Linked DNA regions of Mus musculus: regions 1 and 2 are each linked to region 3. A link is a contact called in public Hi-C and HiChIP or PLAC-seq data. All regions are on one chromosome and are shown on one strand. The core of a region is the stretch at or near the end of the contact, and the rest is flanking DNA. Distances in the headings are between cores, read along the strand shown.

Region 1 (3,229 bases), core at 471-2,970, 520 kb after region 3:
GGAATTATACATGAAGAGCTACAGGTATAGCTGTCTCCACGTGTCTTCCCTCTTCCTGCTATAGTTAAATAAATAATAATTTAAAAAAAGTCAGCAGTGCTATTACTTATACAATAATAGTTTGCGGCCTGGAAAGCCTTTTCCCAAACGCTATCCCATTTGTCAGCATGGGAAGAGGTGGTGCAGGGACCGAATGAACCCAAGGCTGTAAGGCCTCTGCTCTCCACAGAACTACAACCAGCCTATAAGTGTGACTTTTGAAAGCTGAATCCCATGATCGCTTCCCGCCACATACAAAGAATGCCCCCCATCCTGCCCTTCTCCTTGAAACTTTTGTGAACAAACCCTTTGAGCTCATTCCATCTCTCCGTAATATTTTGTAATAGAATTAGACCAGAACCAAGGTGGTTTGTTTTGTTTTGGTTGTTGTTGTTGTAACCCAGGTTAGTGATTAACTCAAAGTCTCCTTGCCTCTTCCTTCTAGGTGCTGAGATTCCAAGCACATACGATCATGATAAATCAGTTGAGCCTCTTCCTCCTCCTCCTCCTCCTCCTCCTCTTCTTCCTCCTCCTCTTCTTCCTCTTCCTCCTCCTCCTCCTCCTTCTCCTTCTCCTCCTCCTTCATCTTCTCCTCTTTCTTCTTTATTTTTGGTTTTTCAAGACAGAATCTTTCTATGTAGCCCTAGCTGTCCTGGAACTTTGTGAACCAGGATAGCCTCGAACTCAGAGATCCTCTTGGCTCTCTCTGCCTTCCTCTGCTGGGATTAAAGGTGTGTGCTTCCACTGTCCGGCTTTTGTCTTCTTTTTTATAATTTCCATGCTTCACTAGGTCTCCATGCCCAGAAGAGCTAAGGATTGGTGCAGAGAAGTGTATTTGCACAGATCGAAACCATAAACCAGAAGAGACCAACTCCATTCTGCCTGGCTCCCATGAGACGTCTGCACAGGAGGATATTGATGAAGGAAGCCCATGTCATATTGTAAACTTACTTAAAACATTATGGGGCAGGGTGAGGGGGTTGGGTCTGACAAATTATTTTGGTTCTTCAGTGTGAATTTTGTAGATGAAATGTCAAAAGGTAAAGTGGGTGGGACATGTCTGAATCTTAACCCATAAGGAAAAAAAAAAAAAAGCAGTGTGGGTTCTTTACCAAGTCCCTTTTGTCCCCAAAGGCTCTCCATGATTCTGATGCATTTTGGTTTTGCTTTTGATGAGTAAAGAATGTTTGGCTGGTTGTTATTGCCAAGGGTGTTTATACCTTTAATCAGTGACTTTGTCAGAGTCCAAGCTGTCATGCAAAGTTGCTACTCAGAGAACAGTATAGAGCCGAATAAGAACACTGTGCTGATCTCAAATGCTACAAATTCATGACCCACTCTGTGTTTTCAAAAAATGTATTTTTTTTTCTTGAAGAGTTTTGGCACTCCAACTAAGCTTAGAAGGATTGCTACCGGGGTTCCAGATGAACTGACTTCCTCAAGCAAGTTTTAAACAGTGTCTGGGGGATTGAAGCAGAGGAAAGGGCTGATACAGGATCGGCATCCTGAAGAGCCGCATGTCTCTGAGCTACTCGAACGCCCCTCACTTTGTCTCAAGGGACTGTCCATCTGTTCACGCTGTCTGACACTCTCTGAAACCAAACCTGCTGTGACCAACTTGGCTCGGTGTGAGAAACTGTCAGCTTGCTCCAGAATGTAATAATGTACCGCCTCCAAGTACCTTAGCACCGTTAGCATTTCCTGGAGTCTCCGCCCAACAGTCACCGAACAATGGCCAGGTAGAGCCTCTTCCTCTCTTCCTCTTCCTCTCTTCCTCTCTCTCCCTCTCCCTCTCCCTCTCTCTCTCCTCTCACCTCTCTCTCTCCCTCCCTCCTTTCCCCTTTCCCCCTCCCCCTTTCCTCCCTCTCCCTGCAATCTCCATCTCTCTCTTTTCTCACGTGTCCTCGATCTTCCCCTCTTCCTCTCTCCTCTCTTTCTGTCCTTCTCTGTTCCCCTTCTCCAGGTCCCAAATAAACTCCCTTTTATATTCGGCCCTTCGCATGGTTTGGTTGTTCAGGGAACACCTTGGTCGGGCCTGCCAAGCATCCTCATGCAGCCGGTTTATAAAACACAACTACAGTCGCATCTGAAGATGCTAAGAACAGGCTCCTTGTACATCTTCTAAAGTGACCCTCTTGGGCATTAAATACTGAGACTAAGTTCGTTGAAGAAAGATGAAAGGGGGGTTATTGTTCCATTATTTTAATTAATTTCAAAGTTTTATTTTTACCCCCTGCCCCAAAATTCCTCTTTAGCTCTCTGTGTGTGTGTGTGTGGGGGGGGGGTAGATCATAAATTTAAATATAAGAGGAGAGGAAGTGGTTTTACAGCCCAATACACATTATCTGGGTAGCACAGACTTTATCTTCCTGTTTTGTGTTAGCCGGCATGGATCACCAGAGCTCAAACTTAGATTGGGTTCATTCAAATAAGAAGATCTGAGATGATGGCTCCAGCTATGAGCTCCTCCAGGGACCAATACAATTACCTAAGGGGTAACTAACTAAACATCTAACCTTCTAAGTGAGTTGAAAACAAGTAAACCAGCTAAGCCTTCCTGTCTCCTCTTTGTCTCAGCCTTGATAATCAAGACAGTTTTCCACAGCCTCAAAGAACAATTTTCCCTCTTTCTGAAAACCTTTCATAAGGACACACCCAGGGGAAACCATTTGCATTTTGATGACATCCTTTGTCCCGAGTCTTACTTCCAAAGCCTGTTATTGTGTTGCCTAACTAGATTGATAACTGCTTCATTTACAATCCAAAAGACTTCTTAAAAGTTATACAGGGAATTTAATAGGTAATCCCAATTGTGTTTCCCAAAGAGCCCAGAAACCAATTATGCTAACCCTGTTGTTTTAACTCCCTGGGGTCTACCACAGTGCCCTTTCCCCACCCCCACCCCTCAATCAGTAGGCAGAATTTTGTTGTGAAAATACCAAAGTGCCTTCCCCGCTTAGGGGAATCCCCAGGTATGGTTAGATTTTCAATCATGTCCAATGCTTAAGGAGGCTAGAGCCAGCACTACCCACACTGGAGAGCTAGGGCCAAGATCAACAAACCTGTTAAAAATGAAACCCACCTGATGCTCCCTGAACAAAGTATACCCCTGGTGTTGCTCTGCCCGGAGATTAAAGCTGTTAGAACCGGAGGCCGGATGAGATTCCAGGCAAGCTTCCTGTGGGCTCCA
Region 2 (3,287 bases), core at 661-3,160, 550 kb after region 3:
TGCTTCTTTGCGTCTTTTTTTTTTTTTTTTTTTTTCGAGACAGGGTTTCTCTGTATAGCCCTGGCTGTCCTGGAACTCACTTTGTAGACCAGGCTGGCCTCGAACTCAGAGATCCACCTGCCTCTGCCTCCCAAGTGCTGGGATTAAAGGCGTGCGCCACCATGCCCGGCGCTTCTTTGCGTCTTGAGTTTTGTGATTAATGGTGTGTGTGCCACCACCATCCAGTAAGAATCTAACATTTAACCAGCTTAAGCCCTGTTTTAGAGGATTGTTTCCTGAGATGAATCTAAGCGAAATCCAGTGAACTACATTCTACCAGCAGAAAGGGTCAGAGGGGGTGGGGGGTGTCCCCAATTCCTGACTGAGACAGGGTGGGTTGAGAAATAGGAAGTCAACATGCAGCTGGGAGACAGAGTTGTCAGAGTCTAGGAAGAAAGTCATTGGGTAATAAGGTCATGTCATGTGCAAGAGAATTCCCCATGAGAGATGGATATCCTACCAGCCTCGGCAGGTTAAAAATAGACCTCAAGTTACCTCTTTCTTGGTGGTAGGTTTGTATTGGCAAAAAGTTGTAAGATAGCTAGCTATCTTGGAAGGATGTTCAAGATATACCATCTGGTTAAAACAAATTAGCCGGGTGTGGTGGCACACGCCTTTGATCCCAGCACTCGGGAGGCAGACGGATTTCTGAGTTCGAGGCCACCTGGTCTACAAAGTGAGTTCCAGGACAGCCAGGGCTACACAGAGAAACCCTGTCTCGAAAAAAAAAAAAGTGAGGTGTCTAACAGGGTTTACAGATATGACTGCCTGTACATACAGACAGTGGAAGCAGTAACACATGCCAACTGTCTTTGGAGGAAAGCATAGGACATTGGCAACCATGGGGAGTGGGGATGAAGCTAGAAGCAAGGCTCTTGTTTTCACTTCATTTATTTCTGGTTGAAATTTTTTTTTAGCATGTAGATATATTTATTATCCTTAGTGAAAAACAGTAATAAATAGCAAGTCAGTCATCTATCACGCTGCTGGTTTTCTTTTGCTTTAGAAAGTCTGCTGCACACACGGGCGCATGCATGTGCTCTAGAGAATAAGAGAAGGGGTAAATAAGACTGGATGCACATTTTAAATCCGCCACCTTCTCCCCTGAGCCTCGTTCTACCAGGCTCTTCTTGCAGTTATAATTGGCTGTGCATACACACCAGCCTACAGGGAGGAAATGCAGTAGTCAATAGGCTATCGTCGTCTGTGTGCTGGGGCTTATATTTCATATTCTAAATTGATAGTCTCCTCTTGGGGCTTAGATTATTATGTACTTTTTTTTCCCCTAAATAGAATAAAAAGATTATGGAACTTAAATCAAAAGACCAGGTCCTGGTAGGGAGAGTTACCCTTGAGGTATCTCTACTGAGGGCAGCTGGACCCACTGGTATAAGAGACCTTCAGCTGTTTATCTAGAATATTCCACCCACCATAAAGATGGTCACCAGAGGAAAAAAAAATCAAGCTGGGTTTGTTCGGGTGCCACCTTCAATCATCCCTAACACTCAAGGCTGTTGTGGTGTTTTGTTTTGTTTTGTTTGTTGTGTTTTGTTTTGTTTTGTTTTGGGCTCATGACTTCATGACAGCCCATTTCCAGCAGGGAGAGAAAGAATGGAAAGTTTTGCCCATCTTCCATGATTCTGCACCTCCATTGAGAGCTGGGCCATCAGCAAAGGACCTTGTTGTGGAGCAAAACAAATAGAAATCAAAAGAAACCACAGAAATAGCAGACCTGGGCCATCTCAGAGACTGTGTCATTAAGTGTAATTTCATCAGCCCTGGGCTCCAGGGGCGTGATTTACACAGGTCAGTCAGCCTCCCTCGCGATGGGAAACTCATTTTTAATAAATGATAGCAAGTAGGTTTATTCAGACTTGTGACTATGAGTCACCGTGTTTGAAGCCGTATGACAAACACCACCAGAAACCAACAGATGACCTTGGCCATGGGACCTTTTTTTTTTTCTCTGAAAAAAAACAAATATATTTCCTGACCATGATATTGAGGCCTGAAAGTCTGTGTGAGATTGGTGAGAGATGTGTGGGGCCCATACATTGAGAGGACCAGGGTGAGCCCTCCTGGCCCTTCCTCTTCAGCAAGCCTGTGTGATTCAGTACCCAGGGAAGCCGAGGAGGAAGAAGTATATTTGATTCTGACTAAAACTGAACATCAGTGAGAGAGGAGAGTAAATTACTTTTTGAAAACAAAACAAAACAAAAAAATCTAAAAAAAAAAACAAAAAACAAAAAACAAAAACAAAAACCCCTAAAAACCAAAAAAGTCACAGCTCTGTGATTCTTGCTGCCACTAAAATTACTACAAATTAATAGGCTGACGGCTCCACAGTCGCTCCCCTCTTCTGAGTCCTTCACATTGTGACAAAGCACCTTTTCCAACCAGGAAATGAGAAAGCACGGGGTGGGGGTGGGGCTGGGGCTGGGGCTGGGAAACACTGGGCCACAGGCCAGAGAAATGGCAGAATCAGTGTGCGAGTCTGGATGAAGGTAAGAGTTACAAGAACATCATACCTTGTGAGGTCAGGAGTCTCCCTCTTGAAGGGACACATGCCTTCCTTGTGAGCTTAGGAGCAGCTCAGGGTGCAGTCCCGTCCCCCCCCATGGCATCCGATTGCTGCCTCTCCTCTGCTCCTCCAGTCTGCTCTGCATTTCAGCTTTTTGCCCCAAAGCTCTGCCCTCCCTACCATCCAGTAGTAAATCGGGAGAGTAATATCAGGGCGGAAAGGAATATCTGTTTCTTAACTGGAAGAGGAGAAAAAGAGCTTAAGACTCTTTTCTGACAAGGTAGAAGTCTCAGCTTCACTCCCACCCCCCAACACACACCCACAAAAAGAACACAAGTAGATGTGTTTTAAGAAGCACAAGCCAAAAGATACTTTATTTCTGGTCTTCATTTTTGTTTTTTGTTTTAGCACCAAATCAAATTGTGGCTCCCTTTCTTTCTTTGTGTATGTGTGTGTGTGTGTGTGTGTGTGTGTGTGTGTGTGTGTGTGTAACATGTAAGCTTGCTTATTCATATAGGTAAGAGAAAACTCTGGGGGGAACTCAGAGACACAAATAACGCTGCTTTTCAGGGAGAGGTCTTCTTGTGTTGAATGGAAGAGGTATTTATCACCTCCCCATCTAAATCAAATCTATATGTAAATAAAATGTGTAGAAACGGAATGCATCTTAACTGATGCATAAATAAACTGACCTATAAATAGCATTGAATGCAATGTGACAGCAATT
Region 3 (3,417 bases), core at 764-3,263:
AGAAACCCTGACTAAGACAGGTGCCAAGAAGTTTCCTAGTCACTGGGTATATTTATTAATAAATTGGACCACAAAAAGGATTCTGCTCTTATAGACTTGCCACCTTTCTTTTTGAGAACATAGATCATTAACACATGGGCCATAAATCTAGATGTCTCTGTGATCAGCACCTTGAAGAAAACACAACGGGACTGAGAGGACTGTTGTGTGAGGAGATCCTGAGGGTCGAAAAGGTTGAAGAGGGAGTTGAAGGGTTCCCAGAACCATTGAGAGGGCTGTGAGCTCTCTCATCAGTAGGGAAGTCGATCCATCTGATTCCATTATCTCAGGAATGGGAAGCCATGCAACATCAGTGACTGCTTGGCAGAGTGTTGGTTATCCAGGGGCTCTGCCTCACGGATGAGCTGGTATGGGGGCAGGGCATATGTACGGGTGGAACACAGCTGTCTGCCATTGAGTATATGCAGCATGTATCTGAGGATGGAGCTCAGAAGTGCTGAGCAAGCAGGTTGTCTGTCTTCTCTTTTTGGGCTCACAAAGCACCATGGTTCTTATGAGCTTGGGAAAGAGAAAGACAGTCCCCACCCCTCCCCCAACCTTCTTTTCCCCAAGTGACTTTTTTTTTTTAAGACTTATTTATTTTATGTATACAAGTACACTGTAGCTGTCCTCAGACATGCCAGAAGAGGGCATCGGATCCCATTACAGATGGTTGTGAGCCACCATGTGGTTGCTGGGAATTGAACTCAGGACCTCTGGAAGAGCAGTCAGTGTTCTTAACCGCTGAGCCATCTCTCCAGCTCCCAAGTGAACTTTTAAATCACATTTGGATAGGAAGGTCTCACAGGATTTAATTTGACTAAAAAAATAAAGGATTAAAAAAATATCTCTTGTGTCACGGAGCTACGTAAAGCAATGTACATATATTACCTATAGTTGCCTGCTCTACTTAAAAAATTAAAATTGCACTCATTTATTAGTTACTTGCATACTGCATGCGGGTAAATGCCTGCCATGGGGAGTTAGTTTTCTCTTTCTACCGTGTGACCCCCCCCCCACCCCCCACCCCCGGGATGAAATCAGGTGGCCGGACTTGTCTCTCACGTTAGATTCTAGGTGGCTCCAGGTCCACCTCATGACTCTCTCCACACAGAAAGCTCCAGTGATTAAAGGTTGGTTATCCAGGGGCTGCATCATGGTTGAGCTGGTATCGGGGCAGGGCATGTGTATGGGTGGAACACAGTTGCTTGCCATTGAATAGTCCTTTCAGCACAAACACTCAAGCGAACCAAGCCAACAAATCCATACAACAAACATGCAGACTTGTGTGTGTGGAGAACTATGTGAAGAGATGCTACACTGGGACAAGCCACGGCTTGCGCCAGAGACTGGCTTCTCAGAGGAACCCACTGTCCAGCCAGGATGCCTTCCTTGGCAAGCTTTTCCTGCCTGGGCCTCTGTCTTCACTTTGTGGGCTTTGAGATCTTGCAGGGTATGGTGATTTGCATAAGAGTGGCCCCCACACACTATAGATTTGAATGCTTGGTCACCAGGGAGTAGCACTATTTGCAAGTATTGGGAGGTGTGGCCTTGTTGGAGGTGCCAAGAAACCTACAAGGAGAGCTTGTCTCCTCTGCTCTGAGTGTGGGGCACCTGCCACCTGTTTCCTGAGGGCTCTGTCACTGGGCTGGAGCTGGGGCTTGATGAAACCAGTGCAAACTCAGGCTTAGTAGGTGACGGTATTGCCAGAAGCCCGCTCGCGGCAGCGCCTCATTTCTGCTTTTGCAGACATCCTGGCTTCAGCAAAAGGCGGTGCAGAGAATGCTGCACGGATGTTGTCCTTTGGGTGCAGGTTTGCTGAGTGGGCAGGTGGTGCTAGTATCTACTGGAGCAAGTTGCTAAGGTTGGAACCCAAACCAGAAAAATGGTAGGTGTGCCGTGGGGTAGAGACAAGAACAGCTGCAGTATTCAGGGGAGTGAGTCAGCGGAAAGAGCCTCCTTCCTCCTCTGGCACTGAGCTCGTGAGGCCAGCCCACCTTCCTGACTGCCCAGATCCATCTAAGCATCACCGGGGCTGCTGTTTCTGTATGTCAGGGCAAATTCTGCCTTGCTCGCACTTTAGCCGCGTCGGTAGTTTTGTCTTGGGTGGTGTGGTGGTATGTGGGGGCTCCTCAGTGCCTGTGGTTTTGAGTCTCTCCCTCTCTCCTTGTAAAATGAAGAAGTTGGTAAAATGTCTGACCCTGCTCTTTCCTACCAAGAAGGACTGGCAAGAGGGTGTAGGTTGGTGTCTGTGGTCGAAGAGTAATCACTGAGTTTCACTGGTGGTTCTTCCAAAGCCAGGGCTGTAGGTTGGACTTGGGAATTCCGTTTCTGGAACAAGCCCTGGAGGCTAATGAAGGGGGTGGTGCTTATGCTAAAGTTCTGTTCTCCAATTGGTTCTTGATTTGTCAATAAAGGAGGCCAGGACCAATTGCTGGGTAGAAGGTACAGGCAGAACTTCTGGGTTCCAGGAGGAAAAGGCAGGGACACAGAGAGGGGCTTTTCTACCATGCTTTGGAGGACGAAGAACACAAGAACCATGTAAGGTCTCAGGGAGGGGGCAGCTAGGGCCTGCAGCCTCTGCTATAAGCGGGTGGACAAGGATGTTTGGCAGGGGCTAGATGGGACTAGCCACTAAGTTTAGGGCAGGTGGAAAGATGGAGATAATAAATTGCTAAGGGCATGCTTTTCTAGGTGAGAGATATCTGAGCCCAGCAATTGTGTCAAGAAGACAAACTGTGGAGGAATAAACTGTGTGTGTCTTTTATCCACAGATTGAAGGGTCTTGGGTGGGAGCTGGTAGTGTGGTCACCTCCCTGAGCAAAGGCCAGTAAACAAAAGGGAAACAGGGAGGGGCTTTGCTGACCCTGGCAAAGGTGGTAAACAGGCTAACCCAGACTTATAAAGAGGACAAGAAATTAGATGCCTTCCGGTGATCTCTTGTGTCAATCAAAACCTTCCCTGTGTGCCCCTGAAACTGCTTGTTGTTCTTCCAAGTTTAGTTGCTTTTCAGTCATGGACAAATCAACGTGGGGGTATTTAGGTCTTGTGCACGCAGGACTTGACCAGCAAGAAGACGCTGCAACAGGATCCTTCTGCACACGTTTATTGGGAGAGCTTGATTGCAGAGGCGAAGAAACCCTGAGCCCAGAACTGGTGCTGCTTTTATAGGCCTAGGAGAGGCGTGTCTCACACCTGGATTGGTTATGCACTACGCCTCATTTGCATGTTCCTCATCTGATTGGCTACTCTCTCTCAGTACCTCACAGAGCCTCATTATCATACCTCATTTGCATGTCTCACATCTGATTGGTTACTCTCTCTCAGTACCTTACAGAACCTCATTATCATACCTCATTTGCATGTCTCACATCTGAT

The links. A called contact is a pair of places that touch in the nucleus more often than the background predicts. HiChIP or PLAC-seq counts read pairs in DNA pulled down with a chosen protein or histone mark.
Region 1: a Hi-C map of CD8 T cells shows a contact between it and region 3, with 2.7 times the contacts expected there. The contact joins two enhancer-like sites. A contact is called at or near these places in 1 of 39 promoter capture datasets (the C10 cell line), 1 of 15 datasets of contacts at CTCF or cohesin (pro-B cells), 8 of 484 Hi-C or Micro-C datasets (CD4 T cells, CD8 T cells, Th1 cells and 4 more) and 17 of 115 datasets of contacts at active chromatin or transcription factors (T-cell acute lymphoblastic leukemia, bone marrow-derived macrophages, craniofacial prominence and 10 more).
Region 2: a contact with region 3 is called in a Foxp3 HiChIP or PLAC-seq map of regulatory T cells, with 17 times the contacts expected there. The contact joins two enhancer-like sites. A contact is called at or near these places in 1 of 15 datasets of contacts at CTCF or cohesin (CD8 T cells), 8 of 484 Hi-C or Micro-C datasets (CD4 T cells, CD8 T cells, Th1 cells and 5 more), 10 of 115 datasets of contacts at active chromatin or transcription factors (CD8 T cells, Th17 cells, bone marrow-derived macrophages and 7 more) and 1 of 9 other capture datasets (embryonic stem cells).

Annotation. Positions count from the first base shown.
Region 1 is chr8:34,730,136-34,733,364 of GRCm38.p6, forward strand. No RefSeq gene overlaps it. Among named protein-coding and RNA genes, the nearest start is that of Gm46069, 42 kb to the left of the region's middle. Within about 2 kb of position 1,721, at least 45 of the 459 cell types and tissues checked have an H3K27ac peak or open chromatin away from gene starts, as enhancers often do. A contact at or near this core is called in CD8 T cells, Th1 cells, group 2 innate lymphoid cells and 2 more, where this site is marked.
Region 2 is chr8:34,758,826-34,762,112 of GRCm38.p6, forward strand. No RefSeq gene overlaps it. Among named protein-coding and RNA genes, the nearest start is that of Dusp4, 47 kb to the right of the region's middle. Within about 2 kb of position 1,911, at least 71 of the 459 cell types and tissues checked have an H3K27ac peak or open chromatin away from gene starts, as enhancers often do. A contact at or near this core is called in CD8 T cells, Th17 cells, bone marrow-derived macrophages and 2 more, where this site is marked.
Region 3 is chr8:34,206,253-34,209,669 of GRCm38.p6, forward strand. No RefSeq gene overlaps it. Among named protein-coding and RNA genes, the nearest start is that of Gm29243, 8.9 kb to the right of the region's middle. Within about 2 kb of position 2,014, at least 70 of the 459 cell types and tissues checked have an H3K27ac peak or open chromatin away from gene starts, as enhancers often do. A contact at or near this core is called in CD8 T cells, Th1 cells, Th17 cells and 5 more, where this site is marked.